Linked DNA regions of Mus musculus: region 1 is linked to region 2. The links are chromatin contacts, called in public ChIA-PET maps. All regions are on one chromosome and are shown on one strand. The core of a region is the stretch at or near the end of the contact, and the rest is flanking DNA. Distances in the headings are between cores, read along the strand shown. Region 1 overlaps Zdhhc3 (zinc finger, DHHC domain containing 3). Region 2 holds the start of Tmem42 (transmembrane protein 42).

Region 1 (3,048 bases), core at 1-2,500, 66 kb before region 2:
GGACTGACTTCTGAGTGTCCCACCCAGGCAAGGAGTGACCACTAGGTTGGAAAAGGCATTTGAGTGGGCAAGGGATGCCTGATAAAACCTCTCTTTGAGTGTCTGTAAGATTGAGAGACTCTGATTTCCTGATAACTCAAAGCTCTGCCAAATCTGAGTGTCCAGTACTTGAGACAAAGGCACCGCTCAGACCTTCCGTGAAGTAACACTTGCAGAGCTTGTGACAAGCACAGCTCTTAAGCAGAAGTCCACTTTCCCTCTGAGCTGTTTTGCGAGTTCCCTTTGTATCATCAAGGTTCTTTGGGTCTTCTTGATGAGGCGATGTGGAGCTAAAAATTGCATTTCTTTATTACAAGAAGGAATTACAGTTATAAATGACAAATTACAGAGACCCATAGTGTCATTTGGTTATCTCCACAACACACTATATGTTTGAAGTGAGAAGGGTTTGGAGGAAATTGCTTTGCTCGCCTGAAGCACTGCAGAGAGAGATTGAGAATAAGTGAGAGATCGCTGAGTAGCTGACTTTCTTGTGCAGTCTCAGTGAAAGTATCTGTTTCTGTCACTCATGTGTCAGTCACCTCAGTCTACCCTGAGTCAACTCCTTAGTCTATTCTCTCTCATCATCACCAATTTCATTTCTATCTTCATTGCCACTCCTAGAGATAAGAGATTGTCTGATGGGTGATGCCCTGGATGGGGAAGCTAGCCTCATGGTGTTGAATGACTGCTTTAAGGTCACATAGCAAGTGGATACTTGAATAGGTCTGGATCCTGCCCATTCTGCCTCTAGAGCCTCATGGGGCTCAGTCTTTACCTAGGTCCTCCAGTTTGAAGTTGATTTACACAGAGGCAGCTGTGAGTGTTTGATGGGTAAGCTCTGCTTTTCCTAAGGAGCTCCGTCTTGGGTTAAACTTGCCTTTGAGGTGTGTGTCTTGCTTCTTGTGACTGAGATGGCATTTATTACCTTTCTGCCACCCTGGAGGCCTGACTTTGAATCTGGAGAGGTTAGTGTTTTAAATCCAGGGCAGTTCTCAGGCCAAGTCCCTTCCTCATTGTGAGGACTGAATGTAAATAGCTATGAGTGACCAGCAGTGAGTGAAGGTGGTTAGAGATACAAAGGCTAGGCCAGGAATCAGAGAGTTAACTGCAGGAAACAGCTTTCTCGGCACCATAGTGGTGAAGGTGGTTAGATACAAAGGCCAGGAACCGGAGAGTTAACTGCAGGAAACAGCTTTCTCGGCAGCATAGTGGTGCTTTTCTTTTCCTTATCTGGTGTTCTCTTTTTTACTTCAGCTACCACCAGCTCTTCACCTCCACCCCAAAACCATCCAGAGTGGGCATCTAAGTGCCAGTAAACAGTTAGAGCAAGGCAAGAACTGCTGATTCAGAGTAACCTTGTGAGGGCACTGATTGCCTGTGTCTGCCCCAGAAAATGGGTGCTGACAGCTGTTGTTTTATAGTAGTGTATGGTCACCCAGGCTATTCAGAACATGACACATATTGGGTAGGTTGATGGTCTATTAGCTCCTATTAGCTCAGAGGCTACTATATGGTCCTGGTTAGAGAAGTGTGTGTGTGTGTGTGTGTGTGTGTGTGTGTGTGTGTCTGTCTGTCTGTCTGTCTGTCTGTCTGTCTGTCTGTCTTAGTCTTATTTTCAGATAGAGTTCCACACCTGTACCTCTTTCTGTATTCCCCTGCTTCTGGTAGAATCTGTAGAAGTAGATATTGTCTACATTCCCAGAACTCTGGTGGGGATCATAGCCAAACACAAAACATTCCATCTAGGGCAGTGGTTCTCAACTGTGGTAATACTGTGACCCTTTAATACAGTTCCTCATGTTGTGGTGACCCCAGCCATAAAATTATTTTTGTTGCTACTTCATAACTGTAATTTTGGTACTCTTATGAATTGTAATGTGTAACTATCTGATATGCAAGATATTTGATATGAAACTTTAGTGAAAGGGTCCTTTAAGAGGTCGAGACCCACAGATCGAGAACCACTGGTCTAGAGTATGCCTTGTAGCCCTGCATCTATAGGCAGGCCTTTTCCCCCTAGCAGAAGCCCTACAACCCCAGACTAGTCACTTTCCCTGCTCCCTCAAAGCATGTATTTGTCTAACCTGGTTGCCCAGCACACCTTAGCCCCTTCTGAGACCCAGCTTCCTGCTTTCATTCTGTTTCATTCTCCCATTTATAAGGACCAGAGACCATGTGGAATCCCTTAGGGGTTTATGCTGTTGTAGAGCCAAGGTCTTGGGCTTATATGATACGTTCCCAGGGAAGGCAAAGCCTGGGCTTGACGGGGCCTAACACCCCAGGCTTCCTGTAACCCCCATTCCCAACACACACACATACACACACTGAGGCTGAATCCTCAGCAGATTCCTAGAACCCTGACGGACTCCAGTTGCTTAGTTTTCCAATCCCCACCGTCACCAAATACATTGTCCTGTGACCTGGTGCTCACCTGAGGAACAAGATGATGGCCTAGGCTGATTTGGAGGGCCTGTTTCTTTGTCCAGCCACAACATGGAGATCTGCCCTTGGACCCCTGTTCTGTTCTTTCCTTGGCTACACTGTCTCTTCTGAGCTGTGTTAATCTAGAGTATGGGATGCTGTTACCTTGCCTACAGTTTTTTCAGATAGTGAGGTATGTGATGAAATCCTATGTGTGAAAGCATAGCTCCCTCTGTCTCTCCCTTGCTGTCTTGGGGTTCCACCCATTCTCTTGCCTGCTTCTTATCTGTGTGAGCTCCTGCCGTCACGATCAGACCCAACTAGGCTAAGCCCAGAGTCCCTCCACGGAGTCAGGAAAGGTGTGTTTGAGCAGCATGACAGTGTGGTTAAGTGCTCCTGTGGGACATGGCTGTGTGGCTAATGCTGGCCCAGCACCTGCTTAAAGGCTACACACCAAAGATTGTTCCTTGTGCCTCCTGGTGGAATACAACCCAAGAGTGGACCTGTTAATGTATATAAGCCAGAGAGAGCTTGTCAATGTCTCCTGAGATCTGGGGGCTGAAATGTGGCAAGGAAGTAGTAGAA
Region 2 (3,135 bases), core at 75-2,574:
GGCTCAGCAGGCTAGCAGGTAGGGCCAGTACGGACATAGCTAGTACCCAGTAATCATAAACCCAAGTTAAGCTGTCTTCCAATTCAAGACTGGGTTCCCTTGACCAGACCCCCTAGACCCCATAGCTAATGTTAGAGTTCTTGATTGAGATAGCTGGTGTTATCCCAGAGTGACATAGGTTTCACTCCTAAGTTTTCCATGTTTAACTGTTCCTTGCCTGGAGACAGCCCAACTTTTGTTTTACTCCCTGTCCTTTCTAGAGCCTGGAAAATCAGGGGTTTCCCAAGGACAACTAACTCACCAAGAACCCTAAGAACAAGGTCACCAGGCTACTCACCGAGCAAAGTATGTTCGAGAAAGTCACTGTGACAGATGCAATGGCTGAAGACATAGAGAAACTGAGGCCCCGGCTAAAGAAGGTCCACATCAGAGAATTGGCGCTTGCCATGGCAACGATGCCTAAGACACATAAGCCAATATTGACCTGCAGGAGAAAGTGTCACTGAGCTACAACCACCATGGGCATAACCTTGAAAGACTGGGAGATGTTTACACGTCTCATACAAAGCATATGCGGACCCTGACTGATAGGCAGAGGAATTTGCCTGCAGACAGGGGGCAGGGTTATCTTCCACGAAGACCTCAAATTTCTTGTAGCTGAGTAGCCTTCTGGAAAGATATGACTTTACAAAAGGACTGTAAGTCGCCAGAAATCTATATCAAGCAGTCCCCTGTTCAGGTCAGGATCGAATTCTCTGATGCAGAAGCTCCGCAGGCGCTCAGTCCGAACTCTTGCCAAGGACAGGAAGAGATGGGCAACCGGTTATCTCACCTTAGGTGTCACGTGCTAAAAAAGCTATGGCAAGGGGACTTAAACTGAGAGGTGGGCTTCGAGGTCCTCCCCCAGGAGGCAGTGCCTAAAACCAGGTGGTCCAACATGGGCGCAGGCGGGAACCCAGGTTAAGCCGCCCTCCTCCCCGCCCCGCCCCGCCCTCCCCCGCCCCGCCCTCCCCCCGCCCCGCCCTCCCCCCGCCCCGCCCTCCCCCCGCCCCGCCCCCGCGTGGCGCCCCGGGCTGCACCTGGCTCCCGAAGGCCAGCTTGGCGGCGGCGGCGGCCAGAGCCCCGAACGCCCCGGCGCACAGACAGTTGAACACGCCCCAGAAGCGGCGCCGCATCGCGCCTTTCTGTAGGCGAGCGGGTAACTCCACGGGTGAGTCAGGGTAAGCGGCCGCAGACACGGCGGCACCCGAGGACTGCGGACCGGCCGCCATGAGGCCCGCTGCGCCCGCCACGGCCGACTGCCACGCACGCCGCCACCCGCCGTGAGCCCGGCTAGGGCGGAGCCAGGCGAGTGAGGCGAATCTGCTGCAGTGGAGTCCGGAGCCGAGCCGAGCCGAGCCTACAAATGAAAGGAATCTGGAGCCCATACCCTGCAGCGTGTGCAAACCCGCGACTAAGGAGAGCCTGCGGCTCCGGCGAACCTGGGGGATGGGAATCCGGTAGCGAGGACCGTGCGCCACTGAAGGAAGCGTGCTACCGAGAGGTACCTACTGTGAGAGAGGAATCTGCTGACGTGAACTTGGGGAGGAGGGGAGTTTATCTCCGAGGAGAACCTGCGGCGGAAGTAACCTTGTTTCTGAAAGAGCCCTGCAGTCAAGGGGAACCTGCTTCTGAGAAGACGGGGAGGTCTGCCACTTTACATGGATGCGCACCTAACATGCTAATCCTGAAGCCAAGCTGCACCTTCAAAGCACCTCTGCTCCCTCGTGGACGCAGGAGATGATGGATCTGGAGACCGGCCGCTTGAGACAGAACGTTGTTTGGGAAAACGTTTGTTCTGCCTGGACCATCAGAAGCACAGTCACTTCTAAGTTCGTGTAAAGTAATTGAGAACGACAAAAAAATTGAAAAAACAACCAAAAAAAAAAAAAACCCAAACAAACCGTAAAATGTCATCTACTGTCGGTAATTCCAGATGCTTAGGATGCTGAGGCAGTTAATGGTCATCCTGAGCAACTTAGGGAGACATTGTCTCACTTGAGAGGGCTGGCAGCCAGGCATGGTGGCACACACCCGTAATCCTAGCACTTCTGAAGCTGAGGTAGAATTACTGAGTTTGAGGCCAGCCTGACCAACAGAGAGGTACTAAGCAAGCCAAGGACTTTTTGAGACTCTCAAAAAGTTTTTGTTTTTGTAATAAAGGAGAGTTGGGGTTATAGCTCAGTGCTTCCATAATACATGAAAAATCCTGAATTCAGTCAATGGCAGTGTGTATGGATATATGTTAGGGATACATTTCCTTAAAGGAGAGCTGTAGAAGTGTATAACGTGAGCTAAGTGTGGTGGTTGGTACACATGAGGAAGCAGAGGCAAGTGGATCTCTGTGAGTCCGAGAACAGCCTGCTCTAAATAGCTCTACATAGCCAGGGCTACACAGCAAAACTTGTTTTGTTGATATATAAAATACAAATAATATTTAATGTATGGGGCTTGGAAGAAACACTTTATTCCCTGTTAAAGAGCTTTTTCATGGACATTCTTACATGCTACCTTGCTTCTCATGCGGGTGGTTTTGTGGATGAAATAAAAGGATGGATTACTGGGGTTTGGAGAGATTGCTTAGCAGTTAGGCAGCTTGCAACCTTCCCACAAGTGCCTCCCAACCTCATACCTCCAGGGGTTCCACTATTTTCTGGCCTCCAAAGGCACCTATCCTCATGTACATATATATACACCTGAACACAGATACACATTAATACATAAAATTAAATTTTAAATAAAAAGAATAGATTATCCCAATTAGTCCTATGTGGTATAAACCACTCCAATTTGCAGATAAGGAAGTTGAGACTCAAGGGTACTCACTGTACTATTCCACTTAATAATGGAGATAGTGTGTGGCAACAACTGATAGGAGAAGCTAAAACAAATCTAAGCTGCATCTGTCAAAGACTTTATCCCACGGATTATAAAGGTAATTAACAGAAATGACCTTCATGTTCTGGCAGAGTAAGGTAAGTAAGTAAGACAACTAATTCACACATCTTATGCATGCTCTGTAGAGAAAAAGTGGGCAACAGTGTATTGTCTAGCTATATGACTTCCAAAATTAGTGATTTAAACCAAGGAAAGTTA

The links. ChIA-PET counts read pairs in DNA pulled down with a chosen protein or histone mark.
Region 1: a contact with region 2 is called in an RNA polymerase II ChIA-PET map of effector CD8 T cells, with 186 read pairs. The contact joins the enhancer-like site here to the promoter of Tmem42 in region 2. A contact is called at or near these places in 1 of 39 promoter capture datasets (macrophages), 14 of 484 Hi-C or Micro-C datasets (CD4 T cells, CD8 T cells, the G1E-ER4 cell line and 9 more), 3 of 115 datasets of contacts at active chromatin or transcription factors (the 230-238 cell line, effector CD8 T cells and embryonic stem cells) and 4 of 9 other capture datasets (adipose tissue, embryonic stem cells, liver and 1 more).

The regions. Positions count from the first base shown.
Region 1 is chr9:123,085,948-123,088,995 of GRCm38.p6, reverse strand. All of the region lies in intron 3 of Zdhhc3 (zinc finger, DHHC domain containing 3), which reads left to right. Among named protein-coding and RNA genes, the nearest start is that of Zdhhc3, 26 kb to the left of the region's middle. Within about 2 kb of position 1,250, at least 45 of the 459 cell types and tissues checked have an H3K27ac peak or open chromatin away from gene starts, as enhancers often do. A contact at or near this core is called in CD8 T cells, Th2 cells, effector CD8 T cells and 1 more, where this site is marked.
Region 2 is chr9:123,019,515-123,022,649 of GRCm38.p6, reverse strand. Tmem42 (transmembrane protein 42) reads right to left here and starts at 1,324. Exons shown (of 3, transcript NM_025339.4): 1 at 1,080-1,324; 2 at 338-484. The coding sequence starts at 1,271.